3 separate regions of the Rattus norvegicus genome follow, and regions 2 and 3 are each linked to region 1. The links are chromatin contacts, called in public Hi-C maps. All regions are on one chromosome and are shown on one strand. The core of a region is the stretch at or near the end of the contact, and the rest is flanking DNA. Distances in the headings are between cores, read along the strand shown. Region 1 has its middle 68 kb from the start of Ankrd55. Region 2 overlaps LOC102554307 (a long non-coding RNA gene). Region 3 overlaps LOC102554307 (a long non-coding RNA gene).

What was found. A called contact is a pair of places that touch in the nucleus more often than the background predicts.
Region 2: a contact with region 1 is called in a Hi-C map of the A7r5 cell line, with 4 times the contacts expected there. The contact joins two enhancer-like sites. A contact is called at or near these places in 2 of 12 Hi-C or Micro-C datasets (the A7r5 cell line and mammary epithelial cells).
Region 3: a contact with region 1 is called in a Hi-C map of Schwann cells, with 6 times the contacts expected there. The contact joins two enhancer-like sites. A contact is called at or near these places in 4 of 12 Hi-C or Micro-C datasets (the A7r5 cell line, Schwann cells, kidney and 1 more).

The regions. Positions count from the first base shown.
Region 1 is chr2:45,577,742-45,582,284 of GRCr8, forward strand. No RefSeq gene overlaps it. Among named protein-coding and RNA genes, the nearest start is that of Ankrd55, 68 kb to the right of the region's middle. Within about 2 kb of position 2,075, at least 5 of the 93 cell types and tissues checked have an H3K27ac peak or open chromatin away from gene starts, as enhancers often do. A contact at or near this core is called in the A7r5 cell line and Schwann cells, where this site is marked.
Region 2 is chr2:45,406,909-45,411,451 of GRCr8, forward strand. The region is part of intron 1 of LOC102554307 (a long non-coding RNA gene); the gene reads left to right. Among named protein-coding and RNA genes, the nearest start is that of Ankrd55, 240 kb to the right of the region's middle. Within about 2 kb of position 1,868, at least 6 of the 93 cell types and tissues checked have an H3K27ac peak or open chromatin away from gene starts, as enhancers often do. A contact at or near this core is called in the A7r5 cell line, where this site is marked.
Region 3 is chr2:45,426,261-45,430,803 of GRCr8, forward strand. It overlaps LOC102554307 (a long non-coding RNA gene), which reads left to right. Exons shown (of 3, transcript XR_005500645.2): 3 at 1-1,695. Among named protein-coding and RNA genes, the nearest start is that of Ankrd55, 220 kb to the right of the region's middle. Within about 2 kb of position 1,886, at least 26 of the 93 cell types and tissues checked have an H3K27ac peak or open chromatin away from gene starts, as enhancers often do. A contact at or near this core is called in Schwann cells, where this site is marked.

The DNA of each region.
Region 1 (4,543 bases), core at 825-3,324:
AGGTTCAATTCCTAGCAACCATGTGATGGCTCACTAATGAGTCTAACTCCAGTTCCAGGAGATCTAATGCCCTGTCCTGAGCTTTACAGGTATCCATGCACACAGTTGGTGCACACACATTCATACTAACAAAACAACTATACAGAGAGAGAGAGAGAGAGAGAGAGAGAGAGAGAGAGAGAGAGAAAGAGAAACAAGCACATTTATTTTCTGGTACCTACCATAGGTAGGGACAGCAAGGATCTAGAGGTGAAGAAACCTGAGTCAATGATAATTCTCACAGAGAATCCATCTTAATTGAAGATGAACTGCCAGACCGCTAAACAGAAAGCATATGGAGGAATCTTGGTTGTTAGGGCAGCAGTGTGAACACTGACTTAGTAAATAATGAGTCATGGAGAGTAAGGCAGGGCCAAGTCCCCGTAAGTCTAACTATCTGCTCTTGTTTTATGTGTTTCTGTTTTATAAATATTTTATAGGTAATTAATCACGTGCAGGATTTCTTTATTTAAAAAAGGACAAGCTAAAGAAATTTAATATTTTCCCAATCCTAAAACAAGAACTCTCCTACCTGAGTCTCTCCTTTCACTGAAATCATCGTCCAGGTCCTCCTCTCATCTTGCCTGAATATTCAGGACCAGCAACCTTGAACTGTTCCCTTGTGCCTGCAATTCCCTCCCAACCCAAAGCATGTATAAAGCATAGCATCTTTCAACTCAAGTCACGTTGTCAGCACCTGAGTCCCATCAGCACCATAAATTATCCTGACACTTCAATCAAGTTTCTTCAACCAAAATGTATGGACCAGCACATCAGAGTTTGCTTAGAACCAAGATGGAGTTGGCTTAGCTAAGGATAAGTGTGAAGATGGCAATAGAGTCCTCAGTGGGCAGAGGAGAGAGGCCAGAGGCCAGAATGCAGAGGAGAGTGGGACCCAGAGTCAACAGACCCAGGACCCAGTGCTGTCAGGTGCCAACAGGACCTCAAGCTTAGCCGCTTGTCTTCTCTGAGCTTCAGTTAACTCATCCATTAGATGGGAGAAATCTCTCAGAAGAATGCTTGAAAGGTTAAGCACACGTTGCCTATGAATTTGCTATCCCACAGTTGAGTTACCACTAATTAGTGACACTGGCTTCAGTTAACTCCCTTTCACTCAGACTTCCTCGATTTTCAGGACTATGGCCCTGTCCACTTCCCTGGTTGAGTCTGCATCACTACAAGATAAGCTGCTATCAAGAGTTTCTTATGGCACCACAGGGGAGGAAACCCTTATGGTATAGCCTAAGTGAGAGACTCAGAAGAAGAAGCAAGAATGTGGGGAAGGAAGGAAGACAGAAGGTGAGACAGAGGGCCTTGCTACCATGGCAGAGGGTATAAGAAGCACAAAAGGCCCTGTGTGTGGTTGGGGAAAGAGGACTGGGAGGAGAAGATAACATAAATCTGTGCAGGGACAGCAGGAATGTCACAACATGAGACACAACCTCTTGATTCCCAGGCTGAGTCAGGATCTCCTTAGTCAGACTCAGCTCACAAGAAGCAGAGAAGGCCTCAGCAGGCCAAAAAGAAATGCTTCTGTGAAGCTCCGGCCAAGCTGTTGGAGCCTAGTGTGGAGACATGGGGTAAAGAGGAGAAAGAGGGGATCCAGTTCTTGTTCCTGGTTGTCATGTAGGTCTAAATTCCAGCCGATCTAAACACAACCACCCAAATTTAACCCAAAGTCTGACCATAATATCGCTGGGTTTAATGAAGACACGGATTTTAGACATGCTTCAGGTTTGATGGTCCCTAGAGATGACAGGTTTTTCTTTTCCTTTTTTCTTTTTTTCGGAGCTGGGGACCGAACCCAGGGCAGCAAGCGCTCTACCACTGAGCTAAATCCCCAACCCCGAGATGACAGGTTTTGAAGCTCTTTTCCTGAGGTGACTGCACTGCAGAGACCCAGAGACCATATGTGAGCTGGAATGCCTGGTTCAGTTTAAAACACAATTCCACACAACAATGACCTTCTTGCCTTCTCTGGGTTTATTCCCGTTCATTCCCCACTCACCCCCCTGCCCCATTTTTCAGAATTCTTCTTCCCGAGATGAGTCAGGAATTGAAAATGCTTGGCATCCTAGTTGAATAAATAGTATTTGTCCATGGTGATACTGGTCAGTGGCAAGCGGCCATTGCTCTGGGACGAGGAGGTTTGAATACAGCCTACATGTCTGCCAGCAACCCTGGTCCTCTATGGGTGTCAGACCACTGGGCTATAGGCTTTGCTTGGGTTCTCTTCCAGCTAGCTGGGCTGACATACACAGAAGGGAAGTGGTAAAGGAAGAGAAGAGGAAGAGACTGATGGAGAGAGGGGAAGGAGTGCTGCTCTGGTACAAATCTACTTGTCCGTCGTACCTGGAGTGTAGGTGGGACCCATCCAACTTCGTTTACAGATCTTGCAGGTATTATGAAGGCTAGAATTTTGACTCTCACCTTCTGAGTGAGATCCTGGCATTCCTTGTACCACATCAAACCACTGATGTAGGTGGGCGAGCAACTGATTGGAACCCACCTCGTTATGCTTCCTGAGGGCCTCAAGGGATGCTCTGCCCCAGGGACATGTAAGCCTCTGCCTTCTCCTCTTCTCCTTCAGCCCACCCCATTGGGAGAGCTGTGTGTTTTGGAAAGCTCTGGAAGATACGTATTCTGAGGCTCCGCAGGCACAGAAGTGTTCCAATACCCCCTGAAAATCCCAAAGGGTGTGGCACCCACGTAAGAATCACCTGACTTAGCAAGCCCTGCTCAGCACCAGCGCTGACATTAGCCTGGGAGCTGGAGAGTTTCCTTTGCTGTGCAGGACGTTTTTGTTTCTCTCCTTTTCCACAGCTTCAGAATCTCCGCTAATGTTTTATGGTGAACACAGTTAACTGTACAACTTAATAGGCTGCACTGAAGCATTTGCATACAGGCTCGTGTCATGCCTTGGTTCGTCACTTTCTCTTTTTGTCCTCCCCTCCCCCATCCCGTCCCCCTTCCTTCTTCCCCATTGGTCCCACTTCTATTTCCAGACACAGGTATCCGTTTGAATGCTTTTAAACCCAAGGGCTTCAAGGTTCACTCACACCCAGAGTCCACGTGTGATCGAACCAGACTTCTTAAAGAGAGTATGGGCAGCATGAACCGTCTTCCACACAGCCAGGGAGTCAGAGCCTGAGATAGAGTCACTCACCCCATTCACCAAGTGCGCCGCATCCACTAGGCACGGCTCTGCTCCGGGAAACTCATCATTCTTAGAGGCCTGCTTGGCTGCTCCTGCTACTGCCTCACCGCGCCCCTCTTCTGGATCCTTTCCATTCCCAGCCCTGCAGTCTAACCCCGAGACCTCCAAGGCCACTCACAGCATTCCTGAAAACTTAGAAGAGGGGCTTTTTGTGTGCAGCTTTTTTTCCCTCCCGGACCCTGGAATGCATCTTCACGGGACCTGCTGATTTACAGCCTCGCTGTCTTTCAAAGAATTCTCTGGTCTGGGTTGAGTCAACAGATGTGAGAAAGAGGCTTGTTAAAGGTTCTGTCGAGGGAGGAGGCCAGTTGTCTCTTGCACTAGCAGGGTGCTTTCTTTAACCCTGGACCTGGCTCAGGCCTCCGAAAATGAACCATGGTGTTCAGCATCGGTGTAGGAGATGACAATGCTCCTTGTGATGCAAGCCATAAGCATATCATAAGCCATACACCCTAGCCAATCTTGCTCCCGAGCTGCTATTACACCCCGTGTCAAGTTTTGACTTTTACTTACCATACTGAACAGACTCAAGTTTATTTCAAGGGTTGGCCCATTTTCTAACCGCACAGTAGTTATTCTGTTTGCCCACTGACAACAGTTGCTACATCCTGTTCCTGCCTACCAACCTTTCTAAAAAGATTCCATTCATCCATTTGTTCCTTTGCCCATTTTCTCAATGATCGTCACCATATTATAGAGTTAAGAACCCATTAATAGGTGAGTAGAACTGGCTGGTGCCTCGGGGACACTACCCTCACCCCTGCTCTGGGACAAGCTACTCTCTCCACAGCTGAAGGAATGCTGGTGACTCAGAACTAAGTCCTCCCTGGGAGTTGTACTTGACCAAAGGGAACTCTGTCCCTCGGGGAAATGTCTCTTACTGGGACAGCCAGCCTCCAAGGACTGATTGATGAAGAGGTACAGGGGTCTGGGCCTCTCTTTCAATGAACTCATGCAGTCTCCTGGAGCATTGTTTAAACTCTTAGGATCAAGGCATCGGTCGAGCGCCTGTCACAGCTACACCACAGTCCAGCCCCCATCTCTGCCATTCCCTGCTGCTGTGACTGTCTTGGCTGTTACCCCCAGGAACAACCCTGCTCCACGTAAGCCTTCTGCACACAAATCCCTAGCTCAGAGTTCGGTTCCCAGGGAACTTGTTCCAAGACACCTGCCGTCATGAAGTGTGCGTACTAGAGGGGAGAGAGAAATAAACAAAACAAATAATCACGGTATGTGAAAAGTGAAATGCTGTGGGAAAAACTAGAGCAGGGTCAAAGAGTTTCAAAT
Region 2 (4,543 bases), core at 618-3,117, 170 kb before region 1:
AGTCATAACTATTGTGTATTTATAGCCACTGGGGTGAATCAGCAAGGATTGGTGGTGACTAATCGCAATAATAACTCCAACTGTCAAACCAATATTCAATTGTTTTCTAAAACATTACAGTCCAGAAATCTTTCTGTCTAAATGAAATCACCTCCAGCCTTGAATGTCCTGCCACCTGGGGACCTCTCTGACTAGTCAGAACCTTAGTATTGGAATGCACATTCCAAAGTCACCCAGCCCACTGGGCGTACTTGGAAAGAGAGGAGTGGAAACTAGGACAAGGTACTCATTTCCTCAATGGCACAATGTGCCTCCACACTCATTCCCTGGTCCCACCCTAGGACCCTACATGGACCTCCACTTTGTAAGGTCAACGCTTCCATCACTATGACCAAAATACTTGACAGAAACCAGAAAGATGTATGTGGACCAATGATTCAGATGGTTCAGTCCATGAGGAGTTGTTCCTATGTGCAGTGTCATAGCAGAAGGAACATCTGACTGAGGATAGCCCTTCGTGTCATGGCTGATCAGGAAGCAGGGCAACATAGGAAGCAGGCAGATCACAAGGACCTGTCCTTAGTGACCTACTTCTTCCAACTAGATTCTGTCACCCAAAGGTTATGGAGCTGCCCAAAACAGCGCTACTGCCTGGGGATCAAGCATCTAAAACTTGGATGTGTGGAGGAACAGTTTGTAGATTCCTACTGTAGCAGTCGACCAACCCCATTTCATTCACAGGACACATGCAACCATCCACACTCTCATGGGATATCTCTAGTTATTGCTTTCTAGGTGTCTTTGGACATCATGAGCCAGTCAGTTTGCTCAGAGCCTCTGTGACTTTCTCCCTGGGACAAGAGGTAGAGAGGAACAGATAAGGTTAATGGCTGTGGCTTGTGCTTACAAACAGCTTTTTCTTCCTCATTTGTTTTGTTTTGTTTTGTTTTGTTTTGTTTTGTTTTGTTTTGTTTTTCCAGGCAGGGTTTCTCTGTGTAGCCTCTGCTGTTCTTGGACTCTCTATAGATCAGACTGACTTCAAACTCCCAGGTATCTGCCTGCCTTGGCCTCCCACATGCTGGGATTAGAAGTGTGCACCACTGTCACCCAGCCCCTTCCCCAATTCTTGATTTTTATCCTAGACTCAGACTATGAGAATGGCTTCCTTATGTAGCAGTCTCTGCAATTAACAAGGCTAATCCACTCACAAAAGATGGCTCAGGTCAACACCAATAATAAATAGGTAACCAAAAGGGAAATATCTCCTTTTCCCCACTTGGTCCTGAGTAACCCTTAGTTCAAGACTCGGGTCTTGTATTTTAATATAGTCTCTACCTATGTATTTTCAAAAGTCATAGAAATACTTCAAGTTTTCAAATCACCCAGGCTGATGGTTTGACCTAATTTATAAAAATATTCCCCTAAAAGATCAGGAGTGATTTCCTTTCATAATAAGAACAGACCTTATTAGAAGTCGACCAGGGTCTTCAGAACAGAAAAAGGGTCAAATGATGTCTCTGGCTTTGGGACTTGGCTATGTTCTCAAACCTCTGGCACTCCCAGTTACACCCACTCCCTTCCTGCCCTACTCCTCACCCCAAATGAGCAGCCTGTTAGATTTTCCTGCTGATAGTGTCTTGAAAAGAGTCATCCAAAATATTGTTATCAGCCTCAAGGGTTCAGTACTCATTTGTGTCTATATTTAGACACAAATAGACACTGTAGGATGAGTATAGTCTCTTTCCAGTGCCCTGGAAAACAATCCTTAGGGAGGGCAACTGTTTTTAAGTGAGTTAATGGAGTGCCTAGTGCTGGAATTCCCCAGTGTGGACTTGATGCTGGAGGGAAACATATTAAAGTTTATGGACTGTGGACTTTGCTGTCTGGTGGAGTGACTAAGACGTTGGTTAGCTCTCAGGCTGGTGACCACACATTCTCCAGATATTTTGGGCCAAGATGAAGATGAAGCCGAGCTGTGGACTTGGTACACGAATGCATTTGAGAAAAGGCTTGACTCCTGTGTCCTACCAAGGGCATAGGCCTGGGCTCAGGATGGGTGCTGGTGAACCGTTTAAAGAGCTGGTATGAAAGGATGCCCATTACTAAGGAAGAGCTGAAGTCTGATGTGTTGAATTAGAAGGGATCCTGGAATCTCATGGATACCCGACCCAGTCATGCTGATTTCCTCTCCCACTTTGCAGGCTCTGAGAAATTAATTCTTTTCCTTTCTTTATACCATCTTTACTAAGTAATTTCTCCAACAAAGTTGTTTCTATTCTTACTATGTGCAGGGCACAGGGCACAGGGCACAGGGCACATGGTTGTTTTACTACGAATGAGAAGATTCATGTGTTAATCCTGTGTAGAGGACACCTGAGTGCCAGGAGGGGAGGGAGAGTCCTAAGATGCTTTCAAGGGGGAGCCTTGGCTAACATGGAGTAATGTGACTCCTTTCTTCCTACCCCTTATGCCCTATACTGACTGGCTTGTGTCAACTTGGCACAAACCGGAGTCATCAGAGAGGGAAGTGCATCCATGGAATCCAGCTATAAGGCATTTTCTCATTTAGTGATCAACGGTGAGCCCATTGTAGGTGGTACTGTCCCTAGGCTGATGGTCCTGAACTCTACTAGAAAGCAGATTGAGGAAGCCAGGGGAAGCCAGTCAGTAAGCAGATAACCCCTCCCTGGCCTCCACATCAGCTCCTGCATCCAGGTTCCTGCTCCGCTGAGTTCCAGTCCTGACTTCCTTTGGTGATGAACAGCAATGTGGAAAGTGTAAGCTGAATAAACCCTTTCCTCCCCAACTTGCTTTTTGGTCATGATGTTTTGTTACAGTTATAGACACCTTAACTAAGACACACCCTGAAGCTCTTCAAGGATCACAGTCCAGGACTCTGAAGGCCCATTCCTTTCCCCACTCCCTTCCTCGCTAGATGATTGGAAAGACTAAGAAGATTCAGTGTTGAAGCTTTCAAAAAAAAATCTACACACTCAATATTGGTGACACACAAAAGTCACCTTTTCTTCCCAGTTGCATCTTTTGGTGTGTGGGAGTGGGCTTAAAATGCAAAAAATCCTTAGATAATCAAGATATTCAGCCATTTAGATAAGCAGAGTTGAGCTGGGTGGTGGTGACACACACCTTTAATTCTAGCAGTTGGGAGGCAGAGGCAGGCGCATCTCTGTGAGACTAACCTGGTCTACAGAATGAGTTCCAGGACAGTCAGGGCTACACAGAGAAACCCCGTCTCCACAAACAAAACAAAACAAACAATCAGAAAAGAAACAGCATCGAGACTGCTCAGAGAGAGGGGGAAACAAGTCTGAAGCAGTGTGTACTCTCCCCAAGGTGAGACGCACTGGGCCTCACCTTGGACTTCCGGTTCTGACTTTGAATTTCTGGACCTGACTGGGCGTTTGGGTCACACTGATCTCTCGAGCAGCCTCGTGAGCACAGCCAGTGAAAACCTCTTCATTAGGATCCTTACCTGAGGGGGCTCCAGCCTGTGTTTCCCAGAGCTGCATGGTCTTTTTGCAATTGGTAAATGCAGGAGACTTTTACTTTAGTTGTCTGAGACTTTTCTTCACAGCCGTGTCCCAGCCAGCTTCTCTGCTTCCTGTTGGCGTTGTTGTCCTGTAAGGCTTCCAGTAGGGACGAGGGCAGACACTGTGCGTTCACCTGGCACTGGTTTAATAAAAGTCAAGTCTTTCCTCTGATGCTTCGAGACGCAGCTGCCCTTATACTCTTCGTATTCTCTCTTAGGAGTTCTAGATTCTTTGGAACACAAAATCTAACGGTAGCTCTTCTCGTGTCTCTGCCTTCCTACCATCTCACAGTTCTCTATACAATTTCCTCTATCCTGATATTCGAGACCTTCTGCCTATTGTACCTTTAATGCCTGGCTATCTGAGTCTATGTTACAGCGAACACACATGCACCCCCAGAAAACAGGAAATGGGAGAAACACCTAGAAGCTAGTGAGTGAAGCCGGAAGAAAGGCTTGAGAGAGCTGTTACATTGTCTTCTCGGGCATCCTACTGTCTGTGGCACTCGGACAAAGGAGAGGGTCCTTGAGCTGGAAGACTCAGAAGAGGAAATTCATTTTTTTTTGTTTTTTTTGTTTGTTTGTTTGTTTTTTAACGGTGGAAATTAAGCACTGGTATCGCTGGTTGAGAAGCCGAATGATGCTCCGGCTTGGGCTGGAGGCAAAGGGTAAAGATGGGGTGACAGCAGCATGGAGAACTGAACCAAATTAAGGAAAACACATGGTCTTCCGAAGAGGAAATGGAGTTATGAAAAGAGATGGGAAAACCAGTTCTTCCAGGATAACGCCTTTTGTATCCCTCCTCCCAACGGGAAGCTCAGCTGGAGATCGGAGGAAGCTGAAAGAATGCCATGGAAGCCCACATTACCTGCCAGGAGGGAAGGGAGCTTTGGGAGCCGTCAGCAGGGGACAGGGTCACGTTTTTCTTGGCATCGGGATACTTTCGAATGAGTTATTTTTCAAAAGTTTCCAAGGAGGATCCCTTACCAGTTTCCA
Region 3 (4,543 bases), core at 636-3,135, 150 kb before region 1:
CAATGGTGCGATGTAAATAACTCAATCTCAGAGACAGAACGCAGTCTATTCCTTAGAAAGAGCCACTTCTTGTTTTCTTGGAGTCCTGCAGACGGAGACTACAGTGATGGCCACAGTAGGTAGGAAACCCCAAACTACATTTCAGAAGAAATGTGAACATGGCTCACATCCCCTGTCTTTGTTGGGGACACCAGCCACTCTTCCCCCTAATACATGGGAGATTTCATGGAGGATCTGGAGAAATCCCAGATCATGCTAGGGGATTTTCATAGCAACAGGGGAGGAGGCAGTTTCCTGGTAAATCGTGGCACCTTGCTTCATAGTGCTTAGTAACTTAGGTCTCAGACCACCACAGAGCAACAGGGTCCATCACATAATTTCTTTGTTCCTTTGGGTCAAGGGTCAACTTTGTCCTTGTCTATAGAATAATCAATTGGAGGACCTTGTGCCCTTAGGGTGGAATATCTTTCTCTGTTTGTCAAGTCACTGCCCTGCAGGTGGCAGAAGAAATTCCTTCCCAGTTCTGCCCCTGCTGCTAAAGGCAGAATAGTACGTTTGGAGATAGTGATGATGAGGGTGAGGTGTGTGTGTGTGTGTGTGTGTGTGTGTGTGTGTGTGTGTGTGTGTCTGTATTGTGTGTCTACCTGTGTATGTCTTTGTGTATATCTCTGTGTGTATCTGTGAGTGTGTATATGTGTGTATTTCTGTGTTCTTCTCTCTCTCTCTCTCTCTCTCTCTGTGTGTGTGTGTGTGTATCTGTGTATATCTGTGAGTGTATATCTGTGTGTGTATTTCTGTGTTCATCTCTCTCACAGATACACACAGATATACATTCACAGGCACACAGAGTTACACACAACACATTATACACACATATACACACACATATATACAGAGAGAGAGACAGAGAGAGAGACAGAGAGAGAGACAGAGACAGAGAGACAGAGAGAGAGAGAGAGAGAGAGAGAGAGAGAGAGAGAGAGAGAGAGAGAGAGAGATACACATAGCCTGGAAGAAGAACTTTGGTTGCTTTTAGCTGCCTGCCACAGGAATCAGTAGATTCCTGACTGCAATGCCTGGAGCAGCAGAACACACACTCAAGCTCTGACCTGACCTCCCCCACCCCTTTTCGACTTTGTGGGACTTGTGTACAATTTGGAAAAGAGATGAAGGACATCCTAGCTCCCAGCTGACCAGCCCCCTCTGTGGCCTGGAGACCCCATTCCCTCTTGCCCTGCCCTACAGGCTTGCAAGCATAGTTCACAGCTCCCTCTGTGGCCTGGCCTTCCCAGACCTTTCCCTCTATAGACAGCCAGTCTCCGGCTCTCTCAGGCTCTAAACCAAGCATTTCGGGGATTGGATAAATGAAAGTACATATCTTGTCATAGAGCAGCAGCGGGGGGAACAGCTGCTGCACCAATTCTGCAAAACCCAGTGCTCCCTGGGGAGTCTGGGCATCTTAGAACCTAGGGATGGCGGCCTCCAATTCTTTTAATTGTCTGCATAAATAATACCGGTCTTAGGAAGTTAGGGGCCACATTTCAGGACTGGCTCTGTATTTGTTAATGGGCCACCCTGCCAAAGAGGTTAAGTCTTTGTGCCTGGAACGTAACTCAAAGCTCTAAGGGTTTAGTAGGGCGACAAACGTCTGTGTCTCTTTTTGCTTTTGACCGAAATCCAGCAGGGAGGAGCCACCCCGGGGGACTTTCAGAAAGGGCTGTGCCAGTCGGTTCCCATCACAACCTAGAGTATGGTGCAGGCCGGAGTGCAACCCCCACCCCCACCCCCCCAACACCCCACCGCCTGTCCCTCCCTGTTTGCCGGAGTGCAGGATCAGGGCGGGGCTGAGCTGTGCCAATCTGGTTCAATAGTCTACTCTACCCCCGGAGAGATTCCCCACTCCCCATCCCACTGCTCAGGGAGCTGCACCGTCGCCCGGGGTCAGTCCACTGCCTGTGTGACAGCTTCCCAGGAAGGAAGGAGCGTTGTCTGCAGATCGCTTATCAGCCGGCTTTCCTGTGTCGGAGCACCGTGGTTTTCCGGGGATGGCTGCCACCCCCGTGATTCCCAGCTCTGGCTGCCCGGTTTGTGATAAATAGGCCATTGTGAGGCCTTTGCGATCTGACTTTCTTATCAAATGATCCACTAGAAAAAGAAAGCTAGAGCGAGATTCCTCCCCAGCTGCCTGTCATCTCAGCTTCTTCCAGTCTCTCCACAACTACAGCCATTTTCAGTTTATGCAGTTTTCCAGGGAATGTTTGGAAAGCAATTTACTTGTCAACGGAGGCAGGGACATAAGGGGGCGTGCCGTCTACTAAGCGGCTTGCCCTGGTTGTGAGGTTAGTTTCTTTGGCTTTGGGGCATGGTGTTTCTACCTGCCCACTTTCCAACGTATACACACCAATAAACAGCGGTGCTGCACCAAGTCTGCAAACCATCAGATTTACTGCAGTGCAACAATTTAGGGGTTTTTTTTGTTTTTGTTTTTGTTTTTTTTTTTTTGTTTGTTTTGGTTTGGTTTTTTTTTGGTTTGTGTGTTTGGTTGGTTGGTTAGTTTTTGTTTATTTTGTTTGCTTTGAGCTAACTGATTTATGGACAAAACTTGAAAGGAGAAAACATTAGTGGAAATTGTTCATTCAATGGAGACCACTACAGACTGTGGCAATTTGGGGGAAACCCAGTGGTGTCAATAATGACTGCTTTTGTAGCTGAAGCAGTTACATGACCCAGAAGGGACTTGGGGTTCCTAGTGTTGTGGTGCTTGTTTGCTAAACGTTGCTAGGCACGGTGGATGGGCAGAGGATGCCCTCTGAAAGGGACCAACACCTGACTGAGTATTCGCCAGCCAAGGTCTTGAAATGCTTAATGTTTGTTTGTCTCTTTCTTTCTTCTCAAAGCTGCATTGTGCTTCACAAATTGTGTGACTAGGACAGTCAGTGGGAGCTCAGATTCATTTGAGTGAACCCTAAAAGTTATTTGAACAGTTTCCCTTTGGGATAATGGACATCAATTAATCCATAAGCTGATGAAGATGATTTCTTTTAAGTTGGTTGTTGGAATAACTTAAGAAGTCTACAAGCTAATAGGGTTCCTAACACGGAGGGCACCTTCTAGAACTGCACTGGTTCCCTGTCAGACTTGCTTCTTCTTTTAGGAAACTCAGACCCCTGTTCCCACAAAGACCTAGTGCTTCCCATAGCGTGACGCTCATTTACGAAGTTGTTGCCTCTCTCTTGCTTCTCTACTCTGAACTGCCTAGCTCCCAGATGTGCAGACCAAAGCAGGAAAATTTGACATGGACTCCTCCTAGACCAGTGGTTCTCAACCTTCAAGATATTGCAATCCTTTCATAAAGCTTCTCATGTCGTAGTGACCCCTAACAGTAAAATGATTTTTATTGCTACTTTATAACTGTAATTTTCCTATTGTTATGTAAAATTTCAGAGATAGAGGGTTGCCCAAGGGGTCATGACCCACAGGCTGAGAATCAGTTCTCTAACCAAAGGGAACTTGAACATCGGCTGTGTTGTTTAATCCAGTCAATCTTTTTTTATAGTCTTGCGTGTCTCCAAAATCTGTAGGCTATCCCCCAGTGTGATGACACTTGTGGGTGAGCTCTTTGGGAGGTGATTCTATTTGGATGAGGTCACATAGGTGGGGACCCCATGATGAGATCAGTGTTCACATACAGAAAGGAAGAGGCACCATAGTACCCTTCTTTCCTATTGAGTGAACACACAGCTAAGACAGTTATCAGCATGCAAGGCACTGGCCCTTCACCAGGACCTACACTGACCTGTGCCCAAGTCTTAGCTTGCCATTTGCCTGAGCATAAGAAGTAAATGTCTTTTATTTGTACCACCCAGTCCAAAGCCCTGTGTTAGAGCAGCCCATGCTGAGTAGACTCCTAAATAACTCTGGGGAAATGAACGTGTGACTTGGCATTCCCCATGGACATGTCAGAAAAGGTGGGACGGTTCAAAAGAAACAGGAACGGCGCTGTTTCTCTAGACATAGTGTGTGTAAGAAATACTTGCCTTTGCTTAAAACAAACAAGCAGAGCCTTGCTTCCACAGAGTTTTCTCTGGCTTCCATGTCCCTTTGCTTATTAATTTATGGTTTCAATTTTCACTTAGTCAATAAAGACTGTGTACGGCAGACAGAAGAAGTGACTTTAGGGATCCAATAATTAAAGGATAATTTTCTGTCCAGCAGGCAGTCTAGAAAACTGGGACTATAAACAAGTAAAGAGGAGCACAGTAAAATGTAGACCAAAAGACCCAATGGGGGTCTAGAAACACGGGTTGAGAAACACTGCTCAAGGAACATTAGATATAAAGTGATTGTTGGAATCCGTGTGCTCATTCATCCCTTATGGATTCCCAGGAACCCAAGAGCATTCTTCATGGATCTCATTCTGTCATTAATAGATAAGATAATTAGGAAGCTTGTGCACTGTACATACATTTTCTCAGTTGAGACTTGCAATATGACTTCTTGAGTCTACTGAGAAAGTCCATTGTATAGAAACTGAGAGTAACGT